Regions from separate parts of the Mus musculus genome. Here regions 1, 2 and 4 are each linked to region 3. The links are chromatin contacts, called in public Hi-C, HiChIP or PLAC-seq and Micro-C maps. All regions are on one chromosome and are shown on one strand. Each heading gives the region's core, a stretch centred on a gene start, on an enhancer-like site or on the middle of the called end of the contact. The rest is flanking DNA. Distances are from core to core; before and after follow the strand shown. Region 1 overlaps 2610307P16Rik (RIKEN cDNA 2610307P16 gene). Region 2 has its middle 27 kb from the start of A330102I10Rik. Region 3 overlaps Cdkal1 (CDK5 regulatory subunit associated protein 1-like 1). Region 4 overlaps 2610307P16Rik (RIKEN cDNA 2610307P16 gene).

Region 1 (2,792 bases), core at 240-2,739, 970 kb after region 3:
GACAACTGGGTCAAATCGTTGATGACTCCCCGACCCCCAGCAGTCTATGTAACTACTCCTGACGCTATGAAGATGGATGAGGTTCTTAGGAAGAAGCTTCTAGCTGAGCTGTCGTTTGTTTTCTCTGAGTATGGGGTATCTTCAGCATTAGAGCCTTACTGTCAAGGTCCAGGTAGCAACACAGATCTGGGGCAATAACCTTTTAGGATCTCATTGGCCATAGGGAGGTGTTCCACAACTGGCACTGGGGATTTTATTTAATAACCTACAGCTTCCAGGAAGAGCCTTAGTACCCACTCTTAATTCCTTTCAGTTTTTTTTTTTTTTTGTATGTGCATGTGGGTGTGTGTGTACCTGAGTACACATGTATGCAGGAGCCTGCAGAAGTGAAAAGAGAGATTCACTTTTCCTGTACCTGAGTTTCAGACAGGTAGGTGTGTGCTGTTTGATGTGGTTGCTGTGCTGTGCTGGGACCTAAGTACCCTGCCAGAGCAGTGAACACACAACATCACTGAGCCATCTCCCTGGTTTTTTTCAGGTTATGTGTTCAATAACCACATAAAATAGTGGGTTCTTCTATATGGTATATATCTGTCTATATATCTATATCTACCTATCTTTAGTTTTATTACTCCTTCTTCTTCCATATCCTCCTGGCCTCCTCCCGGCTTGGCTTTTTCTATCTTGCCCAGTGCCCACTCCCTTTCATCTCTGATGGATTTTATTATCACTTCTCTCTGTAATAGCTCCTTTTGTCTTTCTGTCCTTTACCATCAGTCAGTGATAATGATAAACCTATGACTAAAAAAGAAAAAAGAATCTATAGATAGGATCTGCATACAAGGGAGGCCATGTGGCATTTGTCTCTGTGGACCTAGGTTACATCACTGAAGATAACTGTCCGTATCTATCCATTTCTCCTGCAAATTTCGTAGCTTTAGTCTTCTTTACCACTGAATAAATTTCCATTGTATATAACACGTACCTTTTCCTGGAGACAAGTAAAAGATCGTTATGATGGATGGAGCCGGTGGCTGTATGCATTTTGACACCCAAATATTTTATGAATTGCTCAATTTTTCAAAATGAGTTGAGTGATATTTTGAGTTCCGTCAACAGATCAATAAGCAAAACAGAGATAGCTGGGCTTTGACACCAGTGTGGTCAGGCATTTACTGGCAGAGACCTCCTGTGCAGCACAATTGTCACCCTGGGCTTCAGTCTTGGCTCCATTATTAATCACCACCATGCGAGTTACTCAACCTTCCCTACCCTCCCTACAGTCTGTAAAATTGCCATGACACATTTATATTCATGGGTAAAATTGTTCATGGAAGGCATTTAGTCCATAGTGCCTCACAGATATTAAATTCAGAGGGAGCATTAATTGCTATTATTATCATTTCAGCTGAAAATGCTGTTCTGTTGGCAATAAATAGCTGCTGCTTTGTTTAGTTCTACCAGCTACAAAGCAATACATCAGTGCATTGATTGCGCAATGCTTGCTTAACCTCTTTGGAAAGCTTTTTCTTTATATTTTGTCTGTGCATCACTACAGGCTGCCAGCTTAGGTGTTTCTCTGTGTCTGCTTTTTTTTCTGTGTGTCTCCATGTCTGTCTGTACTCCCTCGTGTGTGTGTGTGTGTGTGTGTGTGTGTGTGTGTGTGTGTGTGTGTAGCCTAGTAATAGCCAAGAGATGGAACTGCCAGCATAGTCTTTCCCCATAGCAAGCAAAACCCCCACAAAATTAAAGCTAGGAAAAAATTTAAGTTACATAATTGGTTTGTATGGACAAAAGGCTGCGAAGATATAAAGGTTCCTGTAGCTCTGCTGTTCTTTGGTCCAAGATGTTGAGGAAAGATTCAGAGTTCCTACTGAGAAACTGCTGTTTAGTAGGCTGCTGCTGTTGGCTTCAGAGTAAGTAAATGGGTCAGAAGTGCAAGTGGGAGAGAACTTGAGGTTTCATGAAGGAAGGCCATTATTAATGTTTCCATGACCTTAGGAGTTTAAAGGTTGGGAATTGAAGTAAGAGTGCTGGTTATAGGGACAAAGAGCCCACAAATATTGAGATGTGGTCAAAGGTTTGAGGCCTCTGAATTGAGCAGCACAAGGGTCATTTCCTACCAGTCTCAATGGTCAGGGCCTGTTCATAAAGGCACAGACTTAGAAAGACCACAGGTCCCTCCCATGTTCTAATGATCCACACTTATTTATTTATTTGTTTGTTTGTTTGTTTGTTTTGTATAGGCCTGGCTTCTGGAACTCACTCTGTAGACCAGGCTGGCCTCAAATACTCAGAGATTCACTTGCCTCTGCCTTCGAAGTGCTAGGATTAAAGGTGTGTATCACCACTGCCTCTGACTACAAACTTTTTTTGGGGGGGGGGGGAACGTAGGTAAAAAATGCTAGGACTTTAGATTTAAAAACCTTTCTTTCAAAAATATTTCTTGAATTCCTAAACTAGAGAATTGGCAAAATTGTGAGCTGTGCTGCTCATAATGCCCTGGGTATACAGGGCATTAGAGCTCTTGACATCTGGAATGTTGGATTTAAATCTAGTTGCTCCTGTTGTATACTCTGCTGTGGGGAATGTTTAAAACTGTTGGCGGTCACTTTCTTCTCCCTATCTCCTGTGGAGAAGCTACCCCTGCTTCTTGAGATTATTGTATCAGATAAGCTGTGATGAGTGACAGTTGTCATGTGTGGGACACTTTCTGTCACGTGACACTAAATAGACAGGAGGAGGAAGTGCATTGGATTCGTGGCCCGAGTAAATATTTGACATCATTCACT
Region 2 (2,867 bases), core at 9-2,508, 510 kb after region 3:
CCTGCCTCTGCCTCCCGAGTGCTAGGATTAAAGGCGTGCACCACCACACCCGGCTGTTATTAAATTTTATGTGTATGGGTGTTTTGCCTGCATGTCTATCTATGCACCACACATAGGCACTCCTGATGTCCTCAGAGACCAGAAGAGAGCACAGGATCCCCTGGGACTAGAGTTACAGATGCCCATGACTTGACACCAGCACGTTGGGAACCAAACCTCAGTCCTCTGGAAGACTAGCTAATGTTCTTAACTGCTGAGCCATCTCTCCAGCCCCTGGACACTTTTATTTTATTATTATTTTTTAATGGAACATTGTAATTAGATAAAATGTCTAACCAGCTCAGTTTTCTTCCTTCTTACAGTGCGTAACACTTCGTCAGCATAATGACTGCATTAGCAGTCATGAGCCACTCTTGAAAAATCCCTATTTAGTAAAACCACATTAAGAGAAATACAGAGTGTATGATGAGCACCCTGATTTAATTTTTACACAGGATTAACATATTGAGCTATCGTAGCTAATTCTAAAGCCGTGTTCTCTCTATTCAGACCTGTAAAATAATCCTCAGGTAATTGGCTGTGCTTTATACGATGCTTCTGGCTTCACTTCCTCTTTGATTTGGGCAAGCAATGGGTCCTAAATGATTCTCTGATTCACAGTCTAAAACACAAAGCCCAATGCTGGAGGAAATTACAGCTCTTTTTTTTTCCCTTCCTTCTTTTCTCTCTCTTTCTCTCTAAAAAGTGGGGCACAGAGCACACTACATCTCCTTCTCCCTGTAACTCCCCACTTGTATTTCCTCCTCAGACTTTACTCTTCCCAGTGAAACTGTTAGCTTGCATCCTGAAGAACTTCACTGGGGGAGGAGAAACAGAGCGACCAGCCTCCCATTTCCAGGACAATCTTGTCTAGATAGTGAGCACCAGAGCAGGCAAACATAAACCGCCTGCAAATAACTCCTCTGCAGCCTTAAGAATACTCCAGTTGCAGCCATTCTCAACCGGTGGGTCCCGACCCCCACAGGGGTTGCAGATCAGATATCCTACATATCAGATCTTTACATTACAATTCATAACAGTAGCTAAAAGTACAGTTATGAAGTCACAACAAAATAATTTTATGGCTGGGGGTCACCACAACCTGAGGAACTGTATTAACGGGGTCACAGCATTAGGAAAGCTGAGAACCACTGCTCCCGGAAGGAAGTTGCTGGGTGCTGTTGAGAAACACATTCCTAAGCAGACTTTACTCCAGTTTACTCAGTGACTCTAAAGAGCCTGAGGGGAACCTGATAACCTCTCCTGATGGAGCAGCCCAGGGAGACGCGGAGGAGGGAAAGGCCTGAGTGACTGACAGATCAGACTAGCAATACACACTTGACTACCAGTCTCCAAGGGCCTCACACATACACGGATCTCCACAACGGACAAAAATCAAGGCTTCTCCAAATCCTGTTTTGAACACCAGGTCATTCTTCGTATAATGGAACAGCACGCAGCTGAGCCCTCCCCTTTCTGGAGCCTGCCTCTAAGCAAAGGCTTCCTGGATTTGCATCCAGGTGCAGCGGGGCCGAGTGTGGTAGGAGCCCATCATCCAAATGCAAATATTTTCTACAAGACCGAAATTCTTTTGCTACTGGACTGTAGAGGCCAGCCTCTAGAAAAATTTGCATGTTGACTGGTAAAAACAGGCCAAGCCTTGCTTTAGAAATGAAGAGACAAAGAGATCATTGCGAAATCAAATCAACAAACAAATGCAATGCAAATAGACTCTATTAACTGTCTACAGAGCATTTCTTAAACAGGCAGAGAAGGGAATTTAGAGTGCAGGAAATGCATCCAACGAAAAAAGATACAAAAAGGAAATGAAGAAAGATTTTTTTTTTTAATGAATTACAACCGGCTTGATAATTACTGGTCCAGCTGGATCATGCACAGCCCAGTGGAAAACAGGCTCTAAGTCACCTCCTGGTGACCTGTGGCAGGAAATGACTCTGTTCCAAAATGGGAACTCTATGAAGGTTGCAGCTTAAGATGCAGTGATAGAGTTGCAGCTCAGGTATATGGGATATGTAGGTGTGCTGCTACTTTTACGGAAACTTGACACATGCTAGAGTCATTTTGGAAGAGGGCACCTCAATTGAGAAGTTGTCCCCATCAGCCTGACCTTCTGCAGAGCCTGTGGTCCATTTTCTTGATTGACAGAGGAGGTCCCAGGCCGTTGTGGGTGATGTCACCCCTAGGTTGAAGCAGGCAATGCAAGCCATGGCCAGCAAGCCAGTAAGCAGCACTCCAACCATGGCCTCAACATCAGTTCCTGCCTCCAAGTTCCTGCCCTGCTTGAATTCCTGCCCTGATTCCCCTCAATGGTGGACTGTTACCTGAAAGTGTACGATGAAATAAACCCTTTCCTCCTCAACTTGACTTTGGCCTTGGTGTTTTGTCACAGAAATAGAAAACCTAACTAAGACAGCAAGATAATATTAGAAACAAAAAATTAAATCTCCAGACAAGTATTTTTAAATTACTTGCTCATATAACACATGAAAATATTTTCTAGGTTACTTAAAAAACAACTGAGCGTGATGGTATACCGTATATTCCACTCTGTGGGAGGCTGAAAGAGGGAATTATGAATTCAAAGGGAATCTGTACTGCACAGCAAACAAAAACTTCTCTCAAAGAAACAGGAGAGAAGGGAGAGGAGGAGGGAGAGGAGGAGGGAGGGAGGGAGGGAGGGAGGAAGGGAGGAAGGGAGGGAGGGAAGGAGGGAGGGGAGAAAAACAAGAGCTGGTGAGATGGCTCAGGTAATAAATTGCTTGAAGCACAAACTTGGAGACCCGAGTTCAGATCCCTAGAGCCCACAT
Region 3 (2,847 bases), core at 304-2,803:
TGGGTGATGTAATACTTGATTTGGTAAGAAATATTTGATTGATTGGTTTCATGGCCCATGTCTATATGTTTAGCTCCTGATAGTTTCCTTAGGGAACTCTTTGTCTAGTATGGTTCAGGCTAAGGAAAGGCAGGTTTACATCACATCAGCATTAATCATCTTTGGTTACATTCTGATTAGATCATTCAGTGTAAATACTGACTGGAAGAGTGATCTAAGGCTGAAAGCATGGGGATGAATACAGGGAAAACAGCAGTTTGCTTTAAGGAAGTTTTCTTTTTAGAGTCTGGAGATAAATTATGATTTAATTTGTTTCTGCCATTGGCCTTTGAACGTTAGTAATAGCAAATTTTATCAATTGTACATACACACACTGATGGAAACGTGTTAGGTTTCTGGAACTGTTGTCCGTGCTTTCCTCTCAGGTGATATAAAGTCCTTGTAAAGTACATTTGCTCAGTTTTTGTCTGATGAACAGACAAAAAGATGTCCTTTCTGGGAAGGACCAAGTCCTTCCAGTGGGATTATTAATTTACCTTCTCCCATGAGTCTCGGGAGAACTGAGCAGCAGTGTTTTGATAGGAACAGCCTTTGTGCTTTCTCTGTAAATGAATGTATGTTCAAAAACCAGAATGCCCAAGTCTTGACGCACATAAATCAAATGATTCTCTTTGTCAGTCAACCCTTCTCATCTCATAAACTTTAGTCTCTAAATCTTCTGACTAATTGGCTCCTTATTTGTACATACCTCTATTCTCCAGTAGCAAAAATTCTGTCCTCCAAATAGTATTTGCCCAAAAATATTCCTGATTTGGGTTTTACTTTGCAGTTGGGTTTTCATTTATGGTACGGTGCCCTGTAGGTTTTAAGACAGACTAGACACCATAAACAGGGTGGCACTCGGTGTTTGATACACCATGGACCACACCTGCTCAGCTTCTGTGTGGCATAAATGGGAGCACGTCCACTCTGGGCTCATCACTTCTCAGTCACATGGTGAGATGTTTGTGTAGGGAAGAAAGGTTTGGGAATATTGACATGTGACCTCTTTCTTACTGATTGCTAAGTAATGGTGGCAAAGATAATAGAATAACAAGTTTGGCAGTTATATTTTCATCAAGAAAATAAATACATTTTCCTATATTCGTATTGCTAGTGTAGACTTCACAGTTATGTGATGTAGAATAACTTTGGAAACAAGTCAACTGAACATCCAAACATTTGAAGCAATTTTCTTGTCTAGAATGGACTCTAAAGCAGCCTGAGGGCTGGCATTAGACTGTGCAGCTCTGACAGACTCATTTAGGCATTGAGGCAGTTTCCAGAAAGTCCTGAGCTCAGGATTATCTCGTCAGTATTCAGTTAGGTAGGTAGTTGCTTAGTTGTGAGTGTGGGAAAGGTGTTAATTATGAGAGCATGAATGACTAAAGGGAGACTGTGTCACCAAAAGTGACCTCTCCTCTTTAGAATGCTTCCTTGGGTCTCAGTGGGGCTTTTTCATACAGCAATCACTGCTTAGAAGTTATATAACATAGTATCAGCTCACTCCTTTGCTTAGTCATTCCTCCTGAGGAAACACTTGGATTCTTTCCAACTTGCTAGCAGCTCCTAAGGGTTCTGCGTGAGTTCTTTTTTTGTTTTCTTTTCTTCTTTTTTTTTTTTTTCTCTTTTCCTTGCTTTTGCGGTGGAGGCCATAGCCACAGGTTACAGTGTACAATTAAATAGAAGTATATGTATGCTATTATTATAGCTAATATATAAATGTTGGATGATATAAAACAATCGGGCACATTTGTATCTTACTGTTTTGTGGGTTCACTGTACATCTCTGCATACTTACATCAATTTTAGCCCACGTGGGGCAATTCTTTTGAAGTAGGTTGACAGCTTTCCAGTTAAATGTCAGAAAGAAGCCTAACTGTTAGATTTGAAATAAACTGATTTCTCTTGGTTCAGTGTTAGCCTCACCTTTTGAGTGGCAGGACTTGAGCAAACTCAGAGGTCCCCTGCATTCTACAATGCTCCCTTTAATGACTTGGAGGCTGTTGTTTGAGTTTCCCAGGATTGTGTGGGTTATTGTTATATCTTTGCTTTTATGGTATAGTTGTGGTCTTATCACAGTTTGTTCCATGCTGAGTCACAGACAGGAGAGCAGCAGTCCATGTTTTTATTATTCCTGTGAGGAAAGGCAGACTTTCATGATGCATTTTCCAGGAATTCATTGTGGAGAAAAACTGAGACAGCCGGTGTATAAAACCAGACACATACGCAGTCTTAAGGAAGATGTTATCAGAGAAAATTGTTTCCTTTCCAGACACTCGGGGTTGTTTGGGTATCTTTATCTGTGATTGGACATGACCTCATGAATTATGTTGTCCATTTACGATAGCTACTAATACTGGTGGTGCTCAGAACCTTCTTGGCATGCCTCAGCTCTCTCCCCTCCTTTCCTGCTCATCCTTTTCCTGACCCCCTCACCCTCTGGCCTTCCAGCTTCCATGCAGCCTGGCTGCTTACTTAGTAGGGTACTTACTTAGTGGTCCAGCTGTCCTCCAATGGCCCCTGTGCCATCAGCATTTGCTCTATGGCTGAAACTGGCTGAAGAAGTTGAACACTTTGATGCCCCTAGAGCTGTCTTTCTGGTTCCCAAGTCTTTCCTTTTGATGGTATTCCTCCATGTTCACATTAGCCACGCTGAAGCTTTTCTATGCAGTTTATGGATAATTCTGCAAGAACCAAAGCAACACCTCAGCCATAGGCTGGGACTTGCCACAAAGGGCCACTTCATCCACCCGCTGCCCACAGGTGCCACTTAGACATTAGCCTCTCATCATCCTTCACACCCCA
Region 4 (2,810 bases), core at 253-2,752, 750 kb after region 3:
CACGGTGGGGGTGGGGGTGCAGTGGGACCTGAGTTGTATGTAGCAAGGGTATGCATCATCTATTTGAGACTATATTTTTTGAGAAATACCATTTTTGATGCCAACAATTGTGATTGATATATTAGGCCAAATCATAAAAGACTGCCTATCTTTTGGTGTTTCATGCCTTTTGAAACAGTTCAGCCTTTTTTGTTTGACTTAAATGGAAGTCAGTGAGTTAGGCTATATGAGATCTCTATTTCTCTATTTGGAAATACAGGGTGACCTAGGGTTGGTTATGTGCCAACTCATGTAGTGTGTGTGTGTGTGTGTGGTGAGGGGGGGAAGAGAGGGGAGGGGGAGGGAGAGGCGGGGAGTAGGTGATTATATTCATGTGCCTGGGGTCAAAGGTCAAAGTAATGTTTTTGTTAGTTGCTTCCCACCTTTTCTTTTTTGAGACAGGATTTTTCTTGGGAGCCCAAACTCACCAGTTGAGCCAGGCTAGCTGGCTAGGGAGCCCTGGGGCCCTCCCACCTTCCTTTCCCCAGCTCTTGGATTTCTGGAGCACACAGCTGTGCCTGTCTTTCATGTGGGTGTTGGAGATCAGACTGAGGACATCATATTTGCCCTTGCTCAGTAAGGACTTTATGGACGGAGCCATCTCCTCGAGCCTGATTTTTTTTTTTAATTTATATTTCAATCATTAACAGAACTATGACATAATCATTTTCATTCTTTGGTTACTGTTGAGTCATTTATGAAAGATCTGAGACTTTTTAAAAGAAAGATTGATTTTCTTGCACAGTCACTGTGTATAAACTTCTATGCTTATACCAGACCCTTTCACACCAAGGGTTTGTTGCTTATTGATTCGCGCATATTAAAACCAGGATATGAAAGAGTCAGTTTACCAGTATGAACTAGAAAACCCTAAAGAACTTTAAAAAGAAAGAAGGAATGAAAAAGCCATCTGGGGCCTGAGCAGCAATTTGGGGTTTACTGATGCTCTGGTTGGCAGGCTGTCTGGGCAGCTGGATCTAGGTTGCACCCTGAGTATTTTCTCTTTCCATTTGGACAGGCATGGAGGTGTTGAGTCCGTAATCTGGACCTTGTGAGAGCCAAGTCCGTGTTATGGAGTAGTTCTGTTTTGCACACGGTTGTCCTAATTTCCCCTCTTCTTTACTTGCCCACTAGAAGGGAAAAAAGTAATCAGAGGTGTTGCTGGGTGGAGCCCTCCTTTGATTGCAATGCCCCAGGGGTTTCTAAGTTAACAAATTAAAGCTTTAGGGCTGACTGAGCCGCTTGCTTGGTCTTGGTGGGCGCAGCAGCTTTTCCGTGCCTTCTCATGTTCCTGCCCTCCCTTCCCACTCCAGAAAAGAAACTGAACTCAGAGGCTTTGCCTGAGGAAAGGCTGGCTTGAGGAGCCGAGGGACTGATGACCACAGCTGCAGAGAGGGAAGGCCAGCATATTCTTGGAAGGTGTGGGATGAGAAACGCACTCCCTTCCCTTCCCTGCTTTTGCAGTCATGCCTGGTGTGCCTCAGAGCTAGGATACACGGGCGGGGGAGGGTGGAGCGTGGGGAGGGCTAAGATTAGGGAGAGAGGAGGTGAAACTCTCCTGGGAGTTGGAGACCAGAAATAAACATCCAAAGGAGCTGGGACAAACCCTCTGGCTGCCCTCCTGAGGTTCAGGGGTGGATCAGGAGGGTCCGAGCCAGGGAGGCAGTAGCCTGAGTCTTGGAGGAGGAAGATCTCGCTGGCTGCCTCCTCCTCCTCTCTGCTGGGGTCCCTGAAGCCAGTGCAGGAAGTGGGCGGGATTCTGCTAGAGTTTATTGAAAAAACAGCTGCCTGGCTCCATTTCCCTCCCCCACAACGGCCCATCCTCGCTGTGGCTCAGGATAGAACTATGCTGTAAACTTTGGCATGAATCAAGCATGCTGATACTCTCTCAAACAGCAACTTTTTCTTTCTCTCCCCCCTCCCGCTTTTTTTTTTTTGGCACAGAGTCATTCGTTTGAGGCTGGGGGAGAGGAACAGAAAGACTAAATAAAATGTGGTACAGTGGTTCTAGAAATGATTTGATCTGGTCCAGTAAAGGTCCAGAGTTCACCGACTGGACCTGAAGGACCCAAGTGAGAATAAGGTCAGGAGCCAGTTTTTGAAAGTGGTGAGCAGACGTCAGGACTTGAAGGCCTGCTTGCTCTTTTTCTGTTACTGTCATAACGTCTTGGACAGAATCTACCCTAGGAAAACACTGTCAGTGCCTGTAAGTTTGTGACTTCGTTTTTTTGACCAAGAATTGCTTAGGAGGTTGAAGGGGACAGGAAATAGCTAGGAGCCAGGGTACCACTGGGCAGAAGTATATATGTGTGTGTGTGTGTGTGTGTGTGTGTGTGTGTGTGTGTGTGTATGTGCGTGTGTTGATTAGGACCCGCAGATGGCAAGCAGCAGCTGTTTTATGGTGTGAATTGTTTGCTCAGAAGATTTTCAGAAGCTAATTCTCCGTGGAGGTTGGTTTGCCAAGTGACTTGTTTCCTTTTTTCTTGTTTCCCGACCTATTTTCCTCTTTGTGTGTGTGTGTGTGTGTGTGTGTGTACCCTAGCTGACCTTGAGGCTCTAAGAGTTGCTTAAAACCTGAGACTGTTAAGTTCTGAGAGGGTTGCTTGCACCAGGAGGCTCCTGGCTCAGGTTTACTTCAGACCTGAAGGTGAGGGCGGATGCAAAGGAGAAGGCTGCAGAGGGAAGGGCTTCCCCTGTCTTGTCTGAGATCCGAAAGGCTGTGCCTGGCCCCCCTCTGCTCTGGCTTTACTGTGAACTCTTGCTCTTGCGTT

The links. A called contact is a pair of places that touch in the nucleus more often than the background predicts. HiChIP or PLAC-seq counts read pairs in DNA pulled down with a chosen protein or histone mark.
Region 1: a contact with region 3 is called in a FOXA1 HiChIP or PLAC-seq map of pancreatic cancer cells. The contact joins two enhancer-like sites. A contact is called at or near these places in 1 of 484 Hi-C or Micro-C datasets (adipose-derived mesenchymal stem cells) and 1 of 115 datasets of contacts at active chromatin or transcription factors (pancreatic cancer cells).
Region 2: a Micro-C map of trophoblast stem cells shows a contact between it and region 3, with 4 times the contacts expected there. The contact joins two enhancer-like sites. A contact is called at or near these places in 1 of 484 Hi-C or Micro-C datasets (trophoblast stem cells) and 1 of 9 other capture datasets (embryonic stem cells).
Region 4: a Hi-C map of the C2C12 cell line shows a contact between it and region 3, with 4 times the contacts expected there. The contact joins two enhancer-like sites. A contact is called at or near these places in 2 of 484 Hi-C or Micro-C datasets (the C2C12 cell line and adipose-derived mesenchymal stem cells) and 1 of 9 other capture datasets (embryonic stem cells).

What each region holds. Positions count from the first base shown.
Region 1 is chr13:28,527,813-28,530,604 of GRCm38.p6, reverse strand. All of the region lies in intron 7 of 2610307P16Rik (RIKEN cDNA 2610307P16 gene), which reads left to right. Among named protein-coding and RNA genes, the nearest start is that of Gm40841, 110 kb to the right of the region's middle. Within about 2 kb of position 1,489, at least 7 of the 459 cell types and tissues checked have an H3K27ac peak or open chromatin away from gene starts, as enhancers often do. A contact at or near this core is called in pancreatic cancer cells, where this site is marked.
Region 2 is chr13:28,987,657-28,990,523 of GRCm38.p6, reverse strand. No RefSeq gene overlaps it. Among named protein-coding and RNA genes, the nearest start is that of A330102I10Rik, 27 kb to the left of the region's middle. Within about 2 kb of position 1,258, at least 47 of the 459 cell types and tissues checked have an H3K27ac peak or open chromatin away from gene starts, as enhancers often do. A contact at or near this core is called in trophoblast stem cells, where this site is marked.
Region 3 is chr13:29,502,332-29,505,178 of GRCm38.p6, reverse strand. The region is part of intron 11 of Cdkal1 (CDK5 regulatory subunit associated protein 1-like 1); the gene reads left to right. Among named protein-coding and RNA genes, the nearest start is that of Cdkal1, 350 kb to the left of the region's middle. Within about 2 kb of position 1,553, at least 102 of the 459 cell types and tissues checked have an H3K27ac peak or open chromatin away from gene starts, as enhancers often do. A contact at or near this core is called in the C2C12 cell line, pancreatic cancer cells and trophoblast stem cells, where this site is marked.
Region 4 is chr13:28,756,958-28,759,767 of GRCm38.p6, reverse strand. All of the region lies in intron 3 of 2610307P16Rik (RIKEN cDNA 2610307P16 gene), which reads left to right. Among named protein-coding and RNA genes, the nearest start is that of Mir6368, 47 kb to the right of the region's middle. Within about 2 kb of position 1,502, at least 286 of the 459 cell types and tissues checked have an H3K27ac peak or open chromatin away from gene starts, as enhancers often do. A contact at or near this core is called in the C2C12 cell line, where this site is marked.